4 separate regions of the Mus musculus genome follow, and all the other regions are linked to region 1. The links are chromatin contacts, called in public Hi-C and HiChIP or PLAC-seq maps. All regions are on one chromosome and are shown on one strand. Each heading gives the region's core, a stretch centred on a gene start, on an enhancer-like site or on the middle of the called end of the contact. The rest is flanking DNA. Distances are from core to core; before and after follow the strand shown.

Region 1 (3,103 bases), core at 349-2,848:
AGATAGTGACCTGGAAGTGTAAAATTAAAACAAAACAAAACAACAACAACAAAAAAAACAGAACAAAATAACAAAAAACAACTTTTTTCCTGTCCAAATCCTTTTGCTCAGAGTGATTTATCCCAGCAGCAGAGAAACTCACTAAAGCAGCATGTAACCTCTGCACATCTTCTGTGTATTTAAATCTCAAAGTGACTGAGAGCAGCCAATTTAGCATGCATGCCTTGTTTCCATACTGCTGTATTGCTTATGCAATCAGCAAAGGAATATAATTCAGGACAGACACGATTGTTTCTTCAAATATTCTTAGCCTAGCTTGATTGGTTCCACAGAAGGGAACACAAGTCTATGAAGGGCAGGCTGGACTCACAGTGATATGGAATAGCGGCCATTTACTGAGAAATTATCAGATCAGGATTATGTGAGTAAGATGCCAGGTACTGTGAATATATTTTGAAGTAGATTTTTTTAAAATTCAAAATAAGATAAGGTAACCTTGACCAAATAAAATTAATATCCTATACCATTCATTCATTCATTTATTTAATTCAGTTTTTGAGATAGGCTGTCACTGTGTAGCCCAGGCTAACTTGGAACTTATTTTTGAAAACTCATTTTGATGTGTATGTATATATGTATGCATGCATCATGTGTGTATGTATATATGTATGTATGTATGTATGTATGTGTATATCTGTGTTTGTATATACCCAAGTAAATGTGTCTGTGTACCTGTGTGTGCACATATGTAAAGGCCAGAGGTCAACATCAGGTAAAGTTCTTAAGTACTCTTTATTGTTTAATTTTTATCTTATGTGTATGTGTGTGTGTGTGTCTTCAAGTCTGTACATGAAACACATGATGTGTATAGGGATCCTTAGAGACCAGTATTGAGTATCAGATCCCATGGAACTGGTGTTATAGATGGTTGTGAGCCATCTGATGTGAGTGCAAGTAATAGCAGGTTCTCCGCAAGAGCAGCAAGCTCTCTTGACAGCAGAGACATTGCTTCAGCTCTTTGACCATCTATCTATCTATCTATCTATCTATCTATCTATCTATCTATCTATCTATTTCTTTATCTATGCATCATCTAAACCTAGAGCTTTCCAATTGGCTAGACCAGACATTTTCCTTCCTTAGTGAGACCTCTCTGGAAATATCCTCACAGACAAAGAGGAGCCCCAAGGACCCTCCTGTCCCAGTCCTGGGATTATGATAATGCTGGCCTCTGCCCTTATATCTTCCTCTTCCTCCTTTCCATCGCCTCCTATTCCTCTTCCTCCTGCTCCTTTTATTTTTATTTAATGTGGACACAAGGTTCTCATGCTTTCATAACACTCATTTTATCTCCTCAGCTCTGGCCTTAAACCCTTGGTCTTTCTCTGCATCACTGTGAAAATTGTCCCTGGATTATAAAACAATACCAAAGATCTCTTTTTCCTTCTGAGTGTGGACGGCCATAGGTCCTTCTGTACAGCAAGGGTCACAGTCTTCTAGATATAAGTCATTTTGGGTGCCTGGGCTGTGCATGAGGCAATGTCTTCCCTCCGTCCCCAAAGGTCTATGTGTGCAACCCTGTTGGAGAACTTTCACAAACATTTAACCCTGACCTTTACAGATCCACATTAAACAAACTGCTGTGCCCAGCCTTCTTTCTTGCTATTGTTGCCAGAGTCTGAGGTTTCCTCTGGAATCTAATGGAGTCTCACTCATTTCCTGTCCGGGGAGCTTTGGCATCCAGGGTGCAGACCCCTGGAGGCTGTAGAAGCTCTCAGCCCAGGGTCTGCTCTTCTTCTGGGTCTTTTACCCTATGTCAAGATCTCAGGCCCCTCCTGCCCAGTGACCCGAGTCACAAGAACCAATGTCTCTGGTTGGTGGCCATCTGGCCCTGTACCAGCCCTATGGATGGTTTGGCTTCCATTCCTCTCCAGTCCCCACACCCCTCCCTTCTCTGTGGCCCAGGAGGAAACATTTAGCTCCCAGCTGCTTGCAGCCTGGACTGGCTCTTCCAGCCCCTGCTCCGTGTTCTGGGTTCACTTGGAATGGCTCTGCTTTCCATTCCCAGGCCCTGTCCATGTGTTCTGTTTAAGACGGTGGCCCGCTGCCACGTTCTCTTTTGCTACATTTGAAATTATTTTAATTTGAAGTTGATGCAGTGCAGCTAATTCATTTCATTCTGCCAGCCACACAGTGTTCTCTCTCTCTCTCTCTCTCTCTCTCTCTCTCTCTCTCTCTGTGTGTGTGTGTGTGTGTGTGTATGTGTGTGTATCTCTGTGTGTTTATGTCTCTCTGTGTGTGTCTGTGTGTTGAAAGGAAAATTCCTTTCACATGGCCTTTGTCCCCAGAAATCTGAATATCTCTTTGTCTTGGCACTTCTCCCAGTAACACCATTTCATGCCCTTTTCTTTTGGCCTATTCTTAGGATATCAGGGTGGGGGCAGGGGAGTCTGGGTCTCTTATAATTCTGTTTCTCACATTGGCTACAAGAAGAAGGACCAGCCGCCCCCCCCCCCGCCCCCCCCCCCTGCCTTGGGCAGTCCATCCAGTCTTCCCTGGTAAGCACTCAGCTTTCCTTAGTCCCTTCTTCTGCTCCTTTTAGCCACTTTCCCCTAACTATAGGCAGCTGAGATCCCTGGAGAGCAAGCATCTCACCTTCAGGGTCAGCTCTTTGCAATGTGAGGTAGGGGGATAGAATTAGTTAACTCAGCAAGCATGCTGGCTTATGGGTATTCGTCATTCTGCATCATAGTCATTTTAGACACTAACCCTATCATTTTAATGTTTTGTTATTAAAAACTGTAATATTTTAACCCAGGAGAGTTAGTTATTTGAGAACTTTTATCCAAGATACTAGGGAAGGTCTGAGGCGACAGTAAAGTGCTTGCTCTGCAGACAGAAGTTGAGTTCAATCCATAGCAGCCAAATGTGAATAAAAAGCTGGATATGGTAGTGTGTGCTTGTGATCCCAGCACTAGAGAGAGACAAGAAGATCCTTCACACTCTTAGGCCAGTCAGTCTAGTCTAATCAGCAATTCTCACAAAGATTGTCTCAAAAAAAAAGCAAGGCATACAATACAGCACCCGAGGGGTCTTCTGGATC
Region 2 (3,103 bases), core at 325-2,824, 210 kb before region 1:
ACAAATAAGAAACTTCTGATTTATAGGAATAAGAAGTTAAGTGACTTGTTGACAACAAAGAAGGAATTAAGACAACATTATATTCTATTAAAAATAATTATTTAGGGCTAGGGTCTTGGGAGGTGGTAGAATCCCATTCCACCTACAGCATTGCATAAATCCAGCATAGTGCTGCAATCCTAGAATCTCAGAACCTTAGAGGTAGAAGCAGGAAGACCAGGACTCCAAGCTCATCTCTAGCTATTTAGTAAGTTGGAGGCCAGCAGTTGTTTAATTTTCTAGTAATTGTTCTTTTCTTTTATTTTCTAGTAATTGTTATGTTCTATTGTTTTGCTGTGCAATGATTAAAGTAGTTAGGTAGTTGTCTAAACGTCATTAATTTATATTAGCAGGTGTTGAAGAGGCCACTGTAAGAGGATAAAGAAGTGGATGTCTCCTACCATCTGATCTGAGGAGTACACAACCTGTTCTGAAATCTAACCAAGCATGACTCTATGAAGGCCATTCCTTCTTGTCCCTTTAAGCCATCTCTCCCTGTGCCGGTCTCCATAATTTTGAATGATAGCTTAGTGTTCATTTATGGCTATGATTATGATTAAAACACAATTAATCTCTGATAATGCCCTGTCTACACTGCTTACTAAATCAGAACTTCCTAGGGCACTTTACTTTTATTTAATTTCTGCAGTAAATTCATGTGAGTCACCAGCACTGACGTTGGCTTGACTTTTCCTTTATAAAAGTTTGAGTCATTGTGTGGCACTGAGACAAATCCCTCCCAGTGTTTTAGTGGTCAGCTCTAAGCTGATTAATGGTGGAACATACTTAATGTATTTGAAACATACCTAAAAGATAGCTCATGACTGTTAAAGGAAGAGCCAGCCTTCATACAATTTAAGAGGCTCCTTACTCTGAAACCTGCAGACTATGTGCTTCTCTCTCATCCAAATTGTTTTAAAAATATTTACTTAAATATTCATAAAAGTTTTTTATGGAGATTCACAAAAATCCACCAACACTGACAGATATAAGACTTTGTTTCAGGGATAGGTGAGTAATTCAGTGATTTTTTTTTTTCAGGAGATCCCCTGAACTGTAGATGAGTTTGCTTCAAGGTTCTAAATGAAGCAAGTCATAAATAAATTGACCTTAAAATTCCCAAGGATTATTTTGAGTATTAAGGAACATTTGATTATTAGTGAATCTTGAAATACTAAATGGACCAGGTTAGAGTGGTTGGGCTTACACTGTATGGTCTCATTGCAGTTTACACGCAGACAGTTACCATCATCGGATGGCCTTCGTCATAATGAGGGAAGTGCTTCAGGCCATTCAGAATCAATAAGATACTGACTGTACTTGAGTTACATGAAGTCATCAACAAGGATGCTAAGAAGCCCCATCTGAACAGTTTGAAAATCTTCTTAATATGGAGTTCTTAACAGCAGATATAAGCATCTAATGAATTACCAGTTCATTACTGCTGCAGCCTGAGTTCAGTCTGCAGTGACCTACTCCCTGCTTGCCTGTTGTGCATTCACTGCTGCTGTGCTGACTCACAGTGAGCTGTGAAAGGCAGGCATGATTCCCATCATGCCCAGCAGGGCCTCCCCACATGCACATGCTCCACATATGGACCACATAGCCTATGCAGGGCAATAGAGTGCTGCTGGCCGTGGCTAGGTTCATTGCGGTTTGCAACATTCTTAATATATTAATTGGGTAATGTGAGGATCAATGGCTAATGATTAAAATTGATCAGAGGTGCATTTAAAGGTTCCTGGTGGCAAACTGAGTTTGTAGGCAACAGTGCAATTTTAGCTAATCTCTCAAATGTGCTCGTATAACTTGGCTGCATGGAAGTATCAGAGAGGAATCATGCACTCAAGAAGCAAGTGCAGTGCTACACATGTGTGTCACTAATGTGCAACTGTGATGATCTTTCCAGGTATGTTTCCATATTAAGTGCAGGGTAGTACTCAAAGAGCTTGAACACTGCAGCAGATGTCTGGTAGAGTTAGGGAAAGTTTTCTTTTTTTTAAAATATTTTTTATTATTATGTATTTTCTTCAATTACATTTAGAATGCTATCCCAAAAGTCCCCCATACCCTCCCCCCCCCCACTTCCCTACCCACCCATTCCCATTTTTTGGAAAGTTTTCTATAGCCCTGTTCTAGAAGAAAAAAGTTTTCATGCAAAAGAATGTATGTTATTCATATATATATTCTATTGATGGCTCTATCTTTAGCTGTTATCTATATCTACCATCTGTTTATCTACTTCTCATCTATCAATAATTTATATGCACTTACCATCTATCTATTCATCTGTCAATTATATCTTCTATCTATTATTTATCTATAAACCTGCCCATCATCTAGCAAGTTGTCTGTCTATGTGACTAACACGCATCAGACCCACTCATTTTCTCCACCACTATTCTGCAGATTAAAAGACCTAGAAATTTTATGTTAAAATATACACTAAAGGATGCACATACAATATAATTGGATAAAACTATCTTGACATGCAAGATTTTAAAAGAATCCTAAGGTGTATGGACATTTAAAGGGTAGGAAGATTAGCAACAAAACCACTTGTGAAATGACTAATTACCAAGCACTGTCTGAATGCTTTTCTCAGCCCATAGAACATTTCACCTGACAAAAGGCTTATCCCCCTCTTTAAGCAGAACACCCTTTTGGCACCTAAAGATGAATATCTACAAATATCTTTAAATAATATGTGTCATTTTGCCGTTTATGAAGTCAGTTCATATACAGATTAGGTTTTCTAACCTGTAGCTTTGAATTAGCATCGTATGAAATGCACCATCTCTGACACACTGTGGACGTATGTTTTATCAGTTCAATTATTTTAATGATAAATTTCCTTTAGAAACTGGAAGGATCTGTTGACAGACAAAACCAGAAGCTCACAATGGACTATTTAGACTTGCAAATGATGGAACATTTAATTATTCCAAAGTAGCATCCCCCAGTTAGGGTATGATCATTGAATCCATCATCCTTCAGTTTATACACAGGACACATTTATCACGTCTCTCCTAGACAGGAGCCAGTCAGCTAAATATAGATTTGG
Region 3 (3,103 bases), core at 320-2,819, 190 kb after region 1:
TCTCCAACACTCACAGAGCTAAAAGCCTAACAAGGGAGAGATACTTCCCACTGGACTCAGTAGTGTACTCCAAAAAAATAAAAGATTCCATGTCAGTAAAGATAACTTCATTTTTGAAAACACATAGGCAGAAATAAACTATAACATATAAAGTGAATTCTTATAAAATTGTAGAAGGTCATCTCTCATAATCCATCCTTAAAAAATATATCACTTTGACGATTTCATATACACAGATCTGGCCAGATGGTTGAAAGGCTGATTAGCAAAGAATAACATCATCAAGGAGAAGAAAGCAATTTAACACTTGTTTCACAAGAACCATCTCAGAGGATACACCAGGCACCCCCAAACAGCTATGAAAGTTGTGCTTCATTAAAGAGTTTACATCTACGGTTAGGGGGAAAGTTGAGTCTATAAAGCGTTTGCCGCACAGGATTGAGGATCTGAGTTCAATCCTCAGAAACCCACTTATGATATTGCTCCTCTGTAATCTCAGCATGGGGAGGCAGATAGGCAAGCCTCTGTGGTTCTCTGGGCAGCTAGTGTAGCCAAGTGCCAGATCCCAGTGAGAGACTAAGAGATCTTGTCTCACAAAACAAAGAAATAAGAAAAATAAGAAATGGCCTGTGGCTTCTACATCCATAAGCATACATGTATATCTACAAACACACACACACACTCACACACACACACATACATACATATACACACACACTCACACACATACATACATAAGCACACACACACACATGAATACACATGGATGCATACACACACACATATACATACACTCACACACATATACACATACCCCACACACACACTCACACACATATACACATACCCCCACACACTCACACACACATATACATACTCCCACACACACACACACACACACACACTCACACACACATATACCCCCCACACTCACAAACATATACACACAAGCACACACACATACACACACACATGCATTCAGATGTGTGCATACACACACACACACACTCAGGCACACTTTTAAATTTTATAGCATTGATTCTAAAGTTGGGAAGACGGGTGCCTTGATGGGGTGAACACTGGCTCTCCTCATTCTCCAGGCTCCAGTTCTTAGGAATGGAGAAGTGTCAGGGCTTAGAGGGCAGCAGCCAGACATTGAAAAAGACTTCTCACATGACTCCAATCATCTTCATTTTACACAGAACAGAATAAAAAGCATTGTGTTCTCTCCCGTCTCTTATTGTTAGTGATGTTTTCCTCCCAGTTGGCCACTCCTTTCCAATGCCCTGACACTTCTTATGCATGTCAGATTGTTACCAAAAACATGATGAGCGACAATTTGCTAAGCGAGACTGTCTCAGCCAAGTAAAAAGGCTCTTTTCCCTCAATTTCAAAAACTCTATTAATCTGTGCTGATAACAACCTTCCCATCTTGAGAGTCTGGAAAAAAATTTCAAAACAATGCTATTGCCAAACCATGTGGTAAATTCCCTTTGGTGCTGCTACACAAGTATGAAGCTATTCCAACCAGACCTCCCATGCTTAGGGACTTTCCTCAGCCCCCTGATGTTCTGTAAGTCTCCACCACTCCTCTTCACAGAGCATGGCCAGCATCAGCTCCTCATCTCTGCAAAGCAGATTTAAAGACTGCATGCTTTCTTTCTTAAGTGCAGCCAGCTTGTTTTCTTCTCTTTTCTCCCTCTCTGCCTTCTTTTCTTCTGCTCCTTTTTCCTTTTTCTCCCCCTCCTTCCTCTCTTCATTTCTCCTTTCTCTTTCTTTCTCTCTCTCTCTGTCTGTGTGTGTATATGTGTAAATTAACATATACACAAAGAAGAGACAAAATAGGGAGACAGAAAAGCATCTCTCTCTATATATATACACATACACACACACACACATACATACACACATAGACATACATTATACATATACATACACATACATATACATTAAACTTGTTGAAAAACTTGTTCGTGTATACAATACATTCAACCAACTCACCCCCTTTTTTTAATCTCCCTTTCTACTTTGTCAACCCAACCCTCCTACAAATCCATTTCTTATATGCCTGTACTGGCTAGTTTTGTGTCAACTTGACACAGCTGGAGTTACCACAGAGAAAGGAGCTTCAGTTGAGGAAATGCCTCCATGAGATCCAGCTGTAAGGCATCTTCTCAATTAGTGATCAAGGGGGAAAGGCCCCTTGTGGGTAGAACCATCTCTGGGCTGGTAGTCTTGGGTTTTATAAGAGAGCAGGCTGAGCAAGCCAGGAGAAGCAAGCCAGTAAAGAACATCCCTCCATGGCCTCTGCATCAGCTCCTGCTTCCTGACCTGTTTGAGTTCCAGTCCTTATTTCCTTGGTGATAAACAGCAGCATGGAAGTGTAAGCCGAATAAACCCTTTCCTCCTCAACTTGCTTCTTGGTCATGATGTTTGTGCAGGAATAGAAACCCTGACTAAGACAATGCTCTCTTGTTTTATGGCAAACTGACTTACACCAAGGCCAAATGTGTGACTATGGGATTGCAACCACCCTCACCCCCAGAGCCTGGGGAATCCATCAGTGGATACATAACTGATGCCAATGAGTTCCCTCTCCCAGACTCTGTCAGTATCCAATAACTAACAGGACAGGTGGGACTCTGTGAGTCCTGCTGCCATCAAGACTGACTGTTGACAAGGCCGGTTTTGTATAGGCCTGGGCCAGGCAACAACATTTGCTGTTAGTTTACAATCACTATAGCTCCATCATACCCAAACATGGCATTTTGTTGCTCTACTCCCCATCATCTGGTTCTTACATTCTTCCCACCCCCTCTTCTACAATGTTCATTAAACATTAGGGGAGCTGTATATATCATGTTTAGGGCTGAACACGTGACCATCACTTAGTTTCAGCACCTTGAACAGTCATGGAGTGCAAAGAGAAAATTCTCTGATTAAAGCCAAGAGTAGCATAGACAAGGGCATTTAGAACGCAGTTTGTCTCTATGCCATTTTAGTTAAGCAACAGCAGCAAATCCCCACCTATGGTCTATGATTTCTGCAGCTGTATGTTGTTGACCAGGTTACAGTATCAAGCATAAGTTCTGAGTAGTCCTCA
Region 4 (3,103 bases), core at 301-2,800, 180 kb before region 1:
TCCTGATGTTCCTGCTAGTCCAAATCCCTCCTACCTGGCTGTTCCTGCTAGGTTGTGCCACCTGCTGCTATCCCAACACAACTAAAGAACCATCATTAAAAGTAGACCACTGTTTTATACAATGTAGAGTAACTTAGAGTAGGGTAACACATGATCACTATGTATTGTCTATCAGACAAGATCTCATGTAGCCCAAGCTGGCTTTGAATTTGCTATATAGCCAAGGCTGACTCTAAGATTCAGCACACCAAATTTATGCAGTGCTGGACCTCAAGACTTCAGGGACTGAAGCCACATCCTTGCCCCCAATCTCTCTCTTCCTTTGAGTATACACATGCAAATTCCTTGATACCATGAGGATGATTTTTACTGGATCAGTCTAGACAAGGCCCCTCAACTATGATGAAGTAGGAAGATAGTATAGGGAGAAGAGAGCAAGATCATAGGTCATATAACTGGCATATAGTTGGCTGTTAGGTTGAGTATCAGTTTCTAGAAGGTCGTGCTCATGCTTTGGCTTGGGTCAGGAAGTTGGATGCTAACTGAGCCGCAGGAAGAACAGCTAGGCAGGCCCATCTCTGTATTGAGAGCCATGACCACAGGAACTGATGCAATGAAGATGTTGGTTTTGCCATCTAGAAGGCTCACAATTTGGGATGCTTTTCAAACTTCTGGGTAAGCATGACAATGCAAATCTGAAGCAAGACAAGAATGTGGGCACTCAGCAACTGAGAGCTTTGTAAGCAGGTTCCCAGATCCTAGCTGCACTTAAGTTGAGTCTGAGCCCCTGGGCAACTTCCTGAGAAAGCTAGAAAGCATAAAAATAGCTTCAAAGTGCACAGCAGCCAAACATGCCTGCTTCTTAGCTTCACTGAGATCTTTATCTATAGATCTACATCAGATCTTCAGAGATCTGATCTGTAGGTTGGCAGGGAGGAGAAACAGGAATGTGGAGGCAGTAAATCCCATGAGCTAGTAACATGGGCACCTCCACCACCTGCCAGCTCGGGATAGTTCACAGATGAGGAAGTTGCAGCTACAGGAGAGTTGATTCACAGGAAGAGAAAGCTCTGGTGTTCCAGAACTATAAGTCTGCGCCCCCATAGAGATAGATACTGAAATAGGGTATTTTCTGAAAGAACATGAACATGATGAATAAGTCACTGGCTATCCTTATGCCCTGATGTAGTCTTTGGATTTTTTTAGTTCTAAAGAAGAAACACAAGAGACCAAGATGTGTTCTGCAGGTTACCTGGTGATATTTTCATGGGTGGAAGGAATAATTCATGAAGCCTGTCCCCATCTCATTATGGAACATGTTTTACTCATTTACTTAATTTACTGAAGATTTTAATATCACATGGCTGCCAGAAGGACATGGAAACATTTAGAAGCAGGACTCAGGGCATTAACTTCAAACGCCCACTCCTCAACCTTCTGCCAAGAAATAACAAAATATTTGTCTCTGAGATAGTTAACCTCCCTTCCATACGCAATCTACAACACATTACCTTGGCAGGCTCTGCTCTGTCCCCCTTCTCCCCCACAGGGGATGGGAATCGTTTTACTTAGGTTTCCAACTTTTCCCACGAAGATGAGAAACACCAGGAACACACAGCATTTTCCAACAAATTAGTTTGTCCTGAGATCATTTTTCATCTAATTTAAGGGTAAATGTCACAGATGTGTTTCACTGTATTGGAACTAAGGAAGTGAAGTTCCAAATGCAGTCAAGAAATACAATGTCCCTGTGGGCACAGTCAGGGTTTTTATCTACACAGGACCCTACTCCTGTCCCCCAGAGTCAACAGACACTTTTGAGTGTGACCCTCCTCTAGAGGGTGTGGCATCTTTTAAAATTTTTCTTCACTCCAAGGACTCTGGATATATTAGGTCCAAAATCAACTGTTGGCTTTCTGATACATTTTGCCCAACACAAAGTTGCTCAATGTGCCAATCACCAGTGGGGAATGATTATTTATTCCTCAGCAATATGCTTTGAAGAACAGTGGGATGTGGCTCCAGAGAAATAACACATTTTTCTCTGTTTTTCAAATAGTTCATGAAAAATACTGATGTGAAGTACCAATTACCCCCCCCCCATGAATTGGGCTGGAAGTCTTATTGTATGCTTTAAAAAATCACTTACAATTTGCTCATCCCCTTTTAATTCCACAGCAAAAAGGATGCATTTTTCTTGCTCTAAAGATTAAAGTTCGGTCTGTCTTCCTATTTGGTACAAGGGACTCTCTGACACACTGTATTCTCACATCCCCCCATATATCATTATGGGCTGTAAACTGTAAAAGATTGATGTCTACCAGAAGGACCTCCAGAGGTTGCATTCTAGTTAAAATAACAAAATACTCCCTGTTCTCTGGATGTGTCTGAAGAATAGCCCATGGCCCTTGTTTCCCAGACTGGAGTGAGCTTCTGCCTTTAAGACAGTCCATTTTGGATCCAAACTAAATACCTTGCCTAGTGAATTCTCTTGCTAATGAAGTTACTAACAGAGGCCTACTTGCTATTGCTTAATCTGAATGTTTGAATGAGACTTAGCTGCTTTCTGGTCACCATGCTGGAAATGAGATAACTGCTGAGTGCTTAGTGGGCCACCTCTATCACTCTCTCCAAGGCTTAGGTAACACTAGGAAAGAGGAGATATAAAGAAGGTAAACGTAGAAGAAGGTGGCACTTTCTGAGTCTCTCTATTCGAGTAATGGCTGCTGAGGGAAGAAGAGGCATTTTGTTCAGTGATATAGCCATTGCTCCATTTAGTAAGTCTAGGTCACTGAGTCATATACACAGATATGAAAGCAGAAAGGAGAAGAAAACAGATCAACAAAGGGGACAAGAGAGGATTATGGGAGGTAAATACAATAAAAAAAAATACATAAAGAAAATGGCTCTCTAGGCATGCTCATGGAAGCAGGCCAAGAAATTTGAACAAGGTTGAAATGATGTCCCATGAATGGCCTTTCTTTTCTTACCACAATTCTCTGAGTTAGAGTCAGAGAAGGCAGAAGAGAGAAGGTATAGGCTTATATTTTTCAAAACCTACTTTTTTAAGGGTTCTTACATGCTTCAACCTCCTTTATAGCCC

What was found. HiChIP or PLAC-seq counts read pairs in DNA pulled down with a chosen protein or histone mark. Hi-C and Micro-C count contacts between places; a contact is called where the count stands out from the background.
Region 2: a contact with region 1 is called in a CTCF HiChIP or PLAC-seq map of the NIH/3T3 cell line, with 7 read pairs. The contact joins two enhancer-like sites. A contact is called at or near these places in 1 of 15 datasets of contacts at CTCF or cohesin (the NIH/3T3 cell line), 1 of 484 Hi-C or Micro-C datasets (brown adipocytes) and 1 of 115 datasets of contacts at active chromatin or transcription factors (vascular smooth muscle cells).
Region 3: a contact with region 1 is called in an H3K27ac HiChIP or PLAC-seq map of heart atrium, with 4 times the contacts expected there. The contact joins two enhancer-like sites. A contact is called at or near these places in 4 of 484 Hi-C or Micro-C datasets (the 3T3-L1 cell line, brown adipocytes, psoas muscle and 1 more), 1 of 115 datasets of contacts at active chromatin or transcription factors (heart atrium) and 1 of 9 other capture datasets (bone marrow-derived macrophages).
Region 4: a contact with region 1 is called in a Hi-C map of uterus, with 3 times the contacts expected there. The contact joins two enhancer-like sites. A contact is called at or near these places in 4 of 484 Hi-C or Micro-C datasets (the HL-1 cell line, cerebral cortex, liver and 1 more) and 1 of 115 datasets of contacts at active chromatin or transcription factors (heart atrium).

What each region holds. Positions count from the first base shown.
Region 1 is chr8:128,024,301-128,027,403 of GRCm38.p6, reverse strand. No RefSeq gene overlaps it. Among named protein-coding and RNA genes, the nearest start is that of Gm32590, 220 kb to the right of the region's middle. Within about 2 kb of position 1,598, at least 128 of the 459 cell types and tissues checked have an H3K27ac peak or open chromatin away from gene starts, as enhancers often do. A contact at or near this core is called in the NIH/3T3 cell line, heart atrium and uterus, where this site is marked.
Region 2 is chr8:128,237,637-128,240,739 of GRCm38.p6, reverse strand. The region is part of intron 1 of A930035F09Rik (a long non-coding RNA gene); the gene reads left to right. Among named protein-coding and RNA genes, the nearest start is that of Mir21c, 39 kb to the left of the region's middle. Within about 2 kb of position 1,574, at least 31 of the 459 cell types and tissues checked have an H3K27ac peak or open chromatin away from gene starts, as enhancers often do. A contact at or near this core is called in the NIH/3T3 cell line, where this site is marked.
Region 3 is chr8:127,832,532-127,835,634 of GRCm38.p6, reverse strand. No RefSeq gene overlaps it. Among named protein-coding and RNA genes, the nearest start is that of Gm32590, 28 kb to the right of the region's middle. Within about 2 kb of position 1,569, at least 12 of the 459 cell types and tissues checked have an H3K27ac peak or open chromatin away from gene starts, as enhancers often do. A contact at or near this core is called in heart atrium, where this site is marked.
Region 4 is chr8:128,200,223-128,203,325 of GRCm38.p6, reverse strand. No RefSeq gene overlaps it. Among named protein-coding and RNA genes, the nearest start is that of Mir21c, 76 kb to the left of the region's middle. Within about 2 kb of position 1,550, at least 49 of the 459 cell types and tissues checked have an H3K27ac peak or open chromatin away from gene starts, as enhancers often do. A contact at or near this core is called in uterus, where this site is marked.